2 separate regions of the Anser cygnoides genome follow, and region 2 is linked to region 1. Evidence: chromatin contacts called from public Hi-C data. All regions are on one chromosome and are shown on one strand. The core of a region is the stretch at or near the end of the contact, and the rest is flanking DNA. Distances in the headings are between cores, read along the strand shown.

The links. Hi-C and Micro-C count contacts between places; a contact is called where the count stands out from the background.
Region 2: a contact with region 1 is called in a Hi-C map of liver, with 2.1 times the contacts expected there. The contact joins two enhancer-like sites. A contact is called at or near these places in 2 of 7 Hi-C or Micro-C datasets (both in liver).

What each region holds. Positions count from the first base shown.
Region 1 is chr19:1,849,912-1,853,287 of Taihu_goose_T2T_genome, forward strand. NDEL1 (nudE neurodevelopment protein 1 like 1) reads left to right here. Exons shown (of 11, transcript XR_010825954.1): 6 at 1,644-1,817; 7 at 2,664-2,755. Among named protein-coding and RNA genes, the nearest start is that of NDEL1, 14 kb to the left of the region's middle. Within about 2 kb of position 1,615, at least 1 of the 3 cell types and tissues checked has open chromatin away from gene starts, as enhancers often do. A contact at or near this core is called in liver, where this site is marked.
Region 2 is chr19:2,099,719-2,103,094 of Taihu_goose_T2T_genome, forward strand. No RefSeq gene overlaps it. Among named protein-coding and RNA genes, the nearest start is that of PIK3R6, 8.8 kb to the left of the region's middle. Within about 2 kb of position 1,658, at least 2 of the 3 cell types and tissues checked have open chromatin away from gene starts, as enhancers often do. A contact at or near this core is called in liver, where this site is marked.

The sequences.
Region 1 (3,376 bases), core at 365-2,864:
GGATTTTTAACCAAAGTGAGTAGACAAAAACTGTGTTCCACAGATCTAATGGAGTTGAGAACTGTGTTCCAAAAGATCCCACTGTCTGTGGTTTTGTGCCTTGTATAGGAAGGGAAAGTACAGGAGATGACAGGGAAATGCATGATTAATGGCGAACAACTATCTTTTTAAATTCTTTCTACTGTATACTTTCTAAATCTGTTGGAAATCACCTGGCTTATTAAAGATACTCCAGTAAAGACTGTGGTTAGACCTGTAGGATCAGAGATGTTTAAGATAGTCTTCTGGGTTATAATCAAGAGTTGGGAATTCCCTGGTGTGTTTCACATTGAGGACATGGGGGAAACTTTTTTTTATTGGTATTCTATTTTTTTAATGGTTGGGGAACACGACTTCTCTAATGGGGCAATCTGCTCATAAGCCTGCCATCGCAGTAGTTCAGTGTTTTTCAACGTTCATTCCAAAGTGAAGCGCTGTAAAACAATTCCTCAATGAAGACCACGATCTGACTGCAAGGCCATACACTTGACAATAGGCTGGGATTTTTTTGTTGGTGTTCTTTGTGAGCCTCTTTGAAGTAAGTTTGTGCCCCACAAATTGAAAGCCAGTATTGAAAACAGTTTTTTTTTATAATAAATGTGAGAAGGGAGATTAAGAATTTTCTGAAGATAAGTATGTATTGTAGTCTAGGGTTAGGGCAATAATACTGGAGAAAACAGCAAAACCTAGGGGATTATCTTCTAGAACATTGGAAGAATCGTCAAATGAGACGTCCTCTGTCTTGGATGAGTTCTTTGGAAATTTTTTAGCGTTTGTTGGAATAGCAAAGTTGCACGTTATTCCCATGTAAGCAAGCAGGAATGCTAGCCACTGAAAGAACAGATATGGTATCAAAATCAGATATAACATTTCTGATTGAACAGCCACAAATACTCTTCGAGGAATCCAAATCGGATTTCATTTCAGTTGTGCTGTTTCCCTCAAAATCTTTCCTAAAAATTCAGGATAACTTAAAAGCCATATTGTACAACAGACTTGATGATCCGTGTGGGTCACTTCCAGCTCAGAGTATTCTATGATTCTCTTTCGTTTGGACTGCTGGCTTCTTCAGCCTGCTCTTTCATTTGCTGAGGAGTCAAGAAACACTGGGTACAGCCCTTTGACTGTCTCTGGCTGGTGTGCAGTCCTGTGAATTATTAACTGGAAAAATAACATGAGGAATTAGAAACACAAGACTAGGTCATTAATCTGTTTTCCCAGCTTCTATTTGAGCAGGAGCTGAATGCAGTTCAGCAGGCATTTGTAACCAGCTAAGTATTTCGAAGCACGCTTTCCATGGAACCAACCTACAAGTGGGGAAGAATGCTGAGGTCAAGTCACCTGCTGTGCCCTCTGGGGTCACGCAGCTCTCTGGGCTGGGGGATCTCTGCTGCCTCTTTACATCCAGCTGTAATGGGAGGTGCTGGTATCGAGCTGTCTGATTTGAGACGGGGCTCTTTGCTGGAGAAAGCCAGCAACAGCGAATTAGTGTTTGGTTGTTGCAAAGTATTCCCCCTTCCCCTCTCAAAAAACGATTAGCATGTTAGAGAAATCTGTTGCTAATATAATGTGTGTGTTTTGTATTTTCCTTCTTCCAACTTCAGACTTACGGCAAGAGCTCGCGGTACGGGAAAGGCAACAAGAAGTCACCCGAAAGTCTGCACCTAGTTCTCCGACTCTAGACTGTGAAAAGATGGATTCAGCTGTCCAGGCGTCTCTCTCCTTGCCAGCTACACCTGTTGGAAAAGGATCAGAAAATAGTTTTCCTTCCCCAAAAGGTAGAATTCCTAGAAGCTGTGCCTAGTTGTTTGGGATTATGCTCTGCTTGTCAAAAATAGTTTCAGACCAGGTCCTTGTTAGTGAACTTTAAGTAAACATGTGGATCATGTGGTATATGATCCGCATGTTTAAGTAAACGTGGTACATGTGGATCCAACGGGCATTACATAAATGTAATTTAAAAATTACATTTTTAAATCGTGGGCCAGCATCAGGCCTACTTACTGAGTATCATGAGCAAATCTTACGGAAAAGAAAGATTCAGAAGCTGAGCTATTGCTTTGGGGTGGTGGGGATTGTACGCTGCAGTAGAGCACGTTTGGGGTTGCAGGGCAGTGCAGTGACTGATATTTCAGCTTAAGTGCAGGGTAGCAGTGGTGGGTAGATGGTGGGTAGTAATTGTGACAGTCTAGACTGCCTTTGTTACCACAGTTGCTTTCAGGGGTGCTGTTTTCTCTGTGAGGCAGCAGGATGTTAGTCCAGTCCTCTTCCCATCTGGAAGGCTCTGGACAATCACAAGGATTAAGACATTTATTTTCTAAATTAGAGTAGATTCCAGGGGAAGCTCTGGTTGCATTAGATAGATTGCAGGCAGAAGCCTTGCAGATGGGGAGTGCATGAACTCTGCATGTAGGTCTAATGGAAAAGGAGGCAGTGGACAGGAATTAAGCTTTTTATTCTTTCCGTGGCTAGTGATTGTGCAGCCTGTGTTACTGTGGAGTAACAGTATGAAGAGCCTGCAGTAGGATTTTGGATTTACCCTTTGATACTGAAGTTATTTAAAAAATTGAACTGTGGAGGAGCAAGTCACATAGCAACTCACGTAATAAAATGTTTGTTTGCAGCTATTCCAAACGGATTTGGTACCAGCCCTCTTACTCCTTCAGCTAGAATATCTGCACTCAACATTGTGGGAGATCTCTTACGGAAAGTGGGGGTGAGTGCTCTGTCCTGAAGTGTCTCTAGTTCTGTGCTGCTGTCACTGAGCTCTCATCCTTGTAAGCAAATTATAGAGGGCTGTGGCCCAGGTTGAGTTCATGCCGTAGTTTCCAATGTGTCTCTTCCAAATCATCCACATCTAGTGTTTAGTATGTAATAATATATTTTTTTTTTAAATCTTGATTTGTAGAGCAGGTTGCTGAAGTTCTGATGCCAGCTTTGTTGATGAAATTCATACTTGGAGTAAAAACAATCTTCAAGCCTTTTGGTACATGGGGCTAGACATCACTGGGCACTTGTGCATATTTCAAATGAGTCCCGCAGCTTTCTCTGTAATGAGACCAGGACTCAGAACTGAACCTTAGACTTGGGGTGCCCATTGCATAGTTGTTTTATGTCACAGCAGGTGAGCTGAAATCGGACTGTCAGTGTTTCTTCTTGTGCCTGAGGAGATCTGCAAGTGTTGCTGAAAAATGAAATAAATAAATTTTAAAAAAGAGCCCTTTGGGTAAGAAAGGGAAAAAATAAATCAGGAGAAAGCCAAATGTTCCCATGTGTAGTTAAACGGGAAGTGAAATGTGTGAGCCTTTAAAGGGATTACAACTCTAAGCAGGGAAGA
Region 2 (3,376 bases), core at 408-2,907, 250 kb after region 1:
CTGTCTGGGCGGTCTTTGGCCTGAGGGACTGGCACAACTACTGGAAGCATCGCGGTTGCACACAGGCTCGAGCCATATGATAAAGCACAGATGGCTCCTTACGATGGGCAGAAGTTGGCTTCCCACCAAAGATTAGCACATCCTTCCTTTTGTGATGGCTGTGAAGTTAAACAGAGGAGGACTCTCTGCCATGGCTCAGTCTCTCCCGTACCCAGATTGTTTGTGCCCCTTCCATTATGCCCCATCTCAGAGGAGCCACACACCTCTCGGTCACCCAGGCTGCAGCAGAGAGGGGTCCTGATGGTGCTCTTGTAGCATGCAGAGACAGGACACATCTCTTCCTTTATCCCTTGCCCAATCTCCTGTGGACTGGCTGCTGGAGATTGGGCAAAGCTGGAGCTACCCCGTCGCTTCCTGCTGATGGAAGTGCCCAGTGCACCATTAAAACTACCCATAAAAGAGCAGCAAAAATGTAAACACCTTTAGGATGACATTTCAGATGGGTTCCTGGGAAGGAAAACTCTCGATGGGCTGAATTTTTACAGTTTCTTCTAGGAGCCTCTCATAAAAGTGTCCTGTTCTCAGGTGGCTTAACCTGGCCCACAGTTGATGGTAAGTCAACACAGAAACCAACAACAGGAAAAAACATGCCATTATACAGGAAAAGCCCCAGTGATTCAGGGTCTTGTTTTTTCCCATGAGTCAGCAACTGGCCGGTACCCATGGGTGCAGAGGAGCAGAGCCCAATGGCCCACTCCTGGGAGGTAGGGCAGAGCCCATGGTCACCAGAGGTCTCCCAGTAGACATGAGAGCAGAGGACCCAGAGCCCTGGGACTCCTGACAGGTCCATCTACTGTTTTCTGATTACAGGAGCAATGTCTCAGCCTGCAGGCCACAGATCCCTCCTAGAAAGACGCTGCAACCATCAGAGCATGGGCAAGGTGCGCTGAGCCAACTCACATCTCAGCAGCAATGACAATGTTTGTACAACCTGCCAGGGTGCACGATCCCCAGCCACGCCAGGTCTGGACCTTTCCGTGAGCCATTCAGCTTCCTAAGCCAGCAGGAGACTGATTCAGCAAGAAGTGAATTCCTTCGGCCATGGGGTGAGCAGACACGAGCGCTGGTGCAGAAGAGGGGACGCGTCCAGAAGCAGGACCCGTCCTGGTGAGCATGGAGGGGGTCGGAGCGGCCCTGCCCATGCTCCTCTCCACGTGTGGGAACACCGGCTAAATACGCTGCATTGCGCTGGCCCATTGCTGCCTAGAACATTTCACACCGTCAGACCCTGCTTGGGTTCACCAAGGGCTGGGTAAACACCACAAAATATTCTTCATGCTTGTTTTGATTTGGATTTCAGTCGAGATGTGTTTGCTCTGGCTGCAACCCCTCAGCCTTCACGGGGCTTTCTGCAAGGGCTGCGGCAGAGGTGTCTGCAGAGAGGAGAGGGGACTACGGGGGCACAGAGGTGAACACTGGTGGAAGAAGGGTGTGGGACTGGCACAGAAAAGCCCACCCCATTTCTCACACTGTCAGCACTGACCGGTACAGGCCCATAGGCCCATGTAGGACTTGTGCTACGCCTGAACGTATGGCTCACTGTGCAGCTTTCCATTGGCAGCACACTGTTACTCTTCTCGAGTAAATTTTCCCTGCCAGGAAAACTGTTCCTCGTACAGGCACAGGGAGCCTTGTTAACTTTTAATTGATCATTAATTAGCGCAATAAGATAAGGACACTGGAGCAGCAGGCATTGCCAGGAGAGATAAACAGCCTCCTGCAGCCACCAGCGCTTCGCTTGCCCACCTTTGCTCTTGCTTGTCCTGAGCAAAGGTCTGTCCCGAGGCAAACAGTGAGTCAGTCACTGGCAGTGGCCAAAGTCCTTCAGAAATGAGTGAAATTTGCAGAAAACTTCCAATCTGTTCTACTTCACAACTGCCTGAAAGCACAAAGCCGAATCACGAGCACTAAAAACCACCTGCTCTGCCAGCCCAGGAGCTCGCAGCCCCAGAAGGGAACCAGGGCAGGGAGCTTGGCAGAAGACATGCCCTGGATTTTCTTCTGCTTCTCCTTTTTCCTCCGAAAAGTTGCTGAATTATCTTGAGAAACCCCTCTGGGTCAGGCAGACCCTCCCGCTGCCCAGGTCTCTCCCAGCGGAGGACGATGCCGGCCGTCACAAGAGGTTCAGGTGGCAGCGAGCCCAGCTCGGGGTGCAGGGCTGAGGGTAACTCGAGATGCAGGAGGGGACAGCGCTGCTGGGGCTGTGACCTCTAACTGAGGAGACAGCCTGGGCATGTTTATCCTCCCCCCACCTCCCCCCTGTAATGGCATGCAAGGACAGAGCTGCCAGGAAGCCTGACTCTGCTCTCCGCTATTTCTCCTTACAGCTGAGAGAGCAGGCGAGCACCTCTGACATACCTCCTTGTAAAAGAGCCCTTGGAAACATCCCAGTTCAGGCCCCACCACCCAAGTCCTGAGGTCCCTGTGGGTTTCCTCACCCCCTGTCATTCCCCAGCTGCTGGCCTCGTGCAGGGGACGCTGCAGATGCCACCCCTGGCATTGCACATTTGTCTACCAGGAAGCAAAAGTACAAGAGGAAGGTTTGCCCGGGCACTTCCAACAAACAACTCGATGAGCATGAGGAAGGGATTAGAGGTGCTGAGCTGCACACACCTATGGGCAAGTCCCCACACCCGGGCACCATGACCTGTGGCCACCCCGGTGCCTGGGCCGCTTCTGTCCTAGCTCACCAAGCCCAGACACAGGCTCTGGGTTCTGCAGGCAGCCCCGATCCTGAGCAGACCTCTGCTCACCTCCGATAGACCACGGGAGCTTTGCAAACAGACTTGTTGCCCAACGTGCCCGTAGAGCTAAGGAAAGTCAGGCTGAACCAACACAGTATTTTGGAACAAATGTATTTTTCCTTCACCCAGGATGCTTCAGGATACGACTGTCACAGTGTGGGAGCATTCCTGATGTCCTACAGCAATGTGTCCATTCAGACAACCTGCTGATGGCCTGCTTAGAGCACAGGAGGTGGTTTGATTGCCCACATCTGCCAAGAGGATGGCACCTGTGTTTTCCATTGTTCAGGGGCATATCTTAATCTGTGTAATAGTGGCTCCAACACAGGCAGGCTCACTCCTGCCTACTGATGCTAATTCACTCTGTGTTGCTTATCAGCCACCAGCTGAGAAACACCCACTCAAGAACCCCTTCTCAGCTGAGCGTTAGCTAGTGCTGCTCTCTACTTCATGCTGTAGATAACATCTCCATCCCTGAAGCTATCCAAATGTTGACTGGACGCTGAACAGCCTGATTGACATTGCCGGCATCCGTTCTGCTCTGCCTCCATCCAGCGCTGAGCCACGGAGGC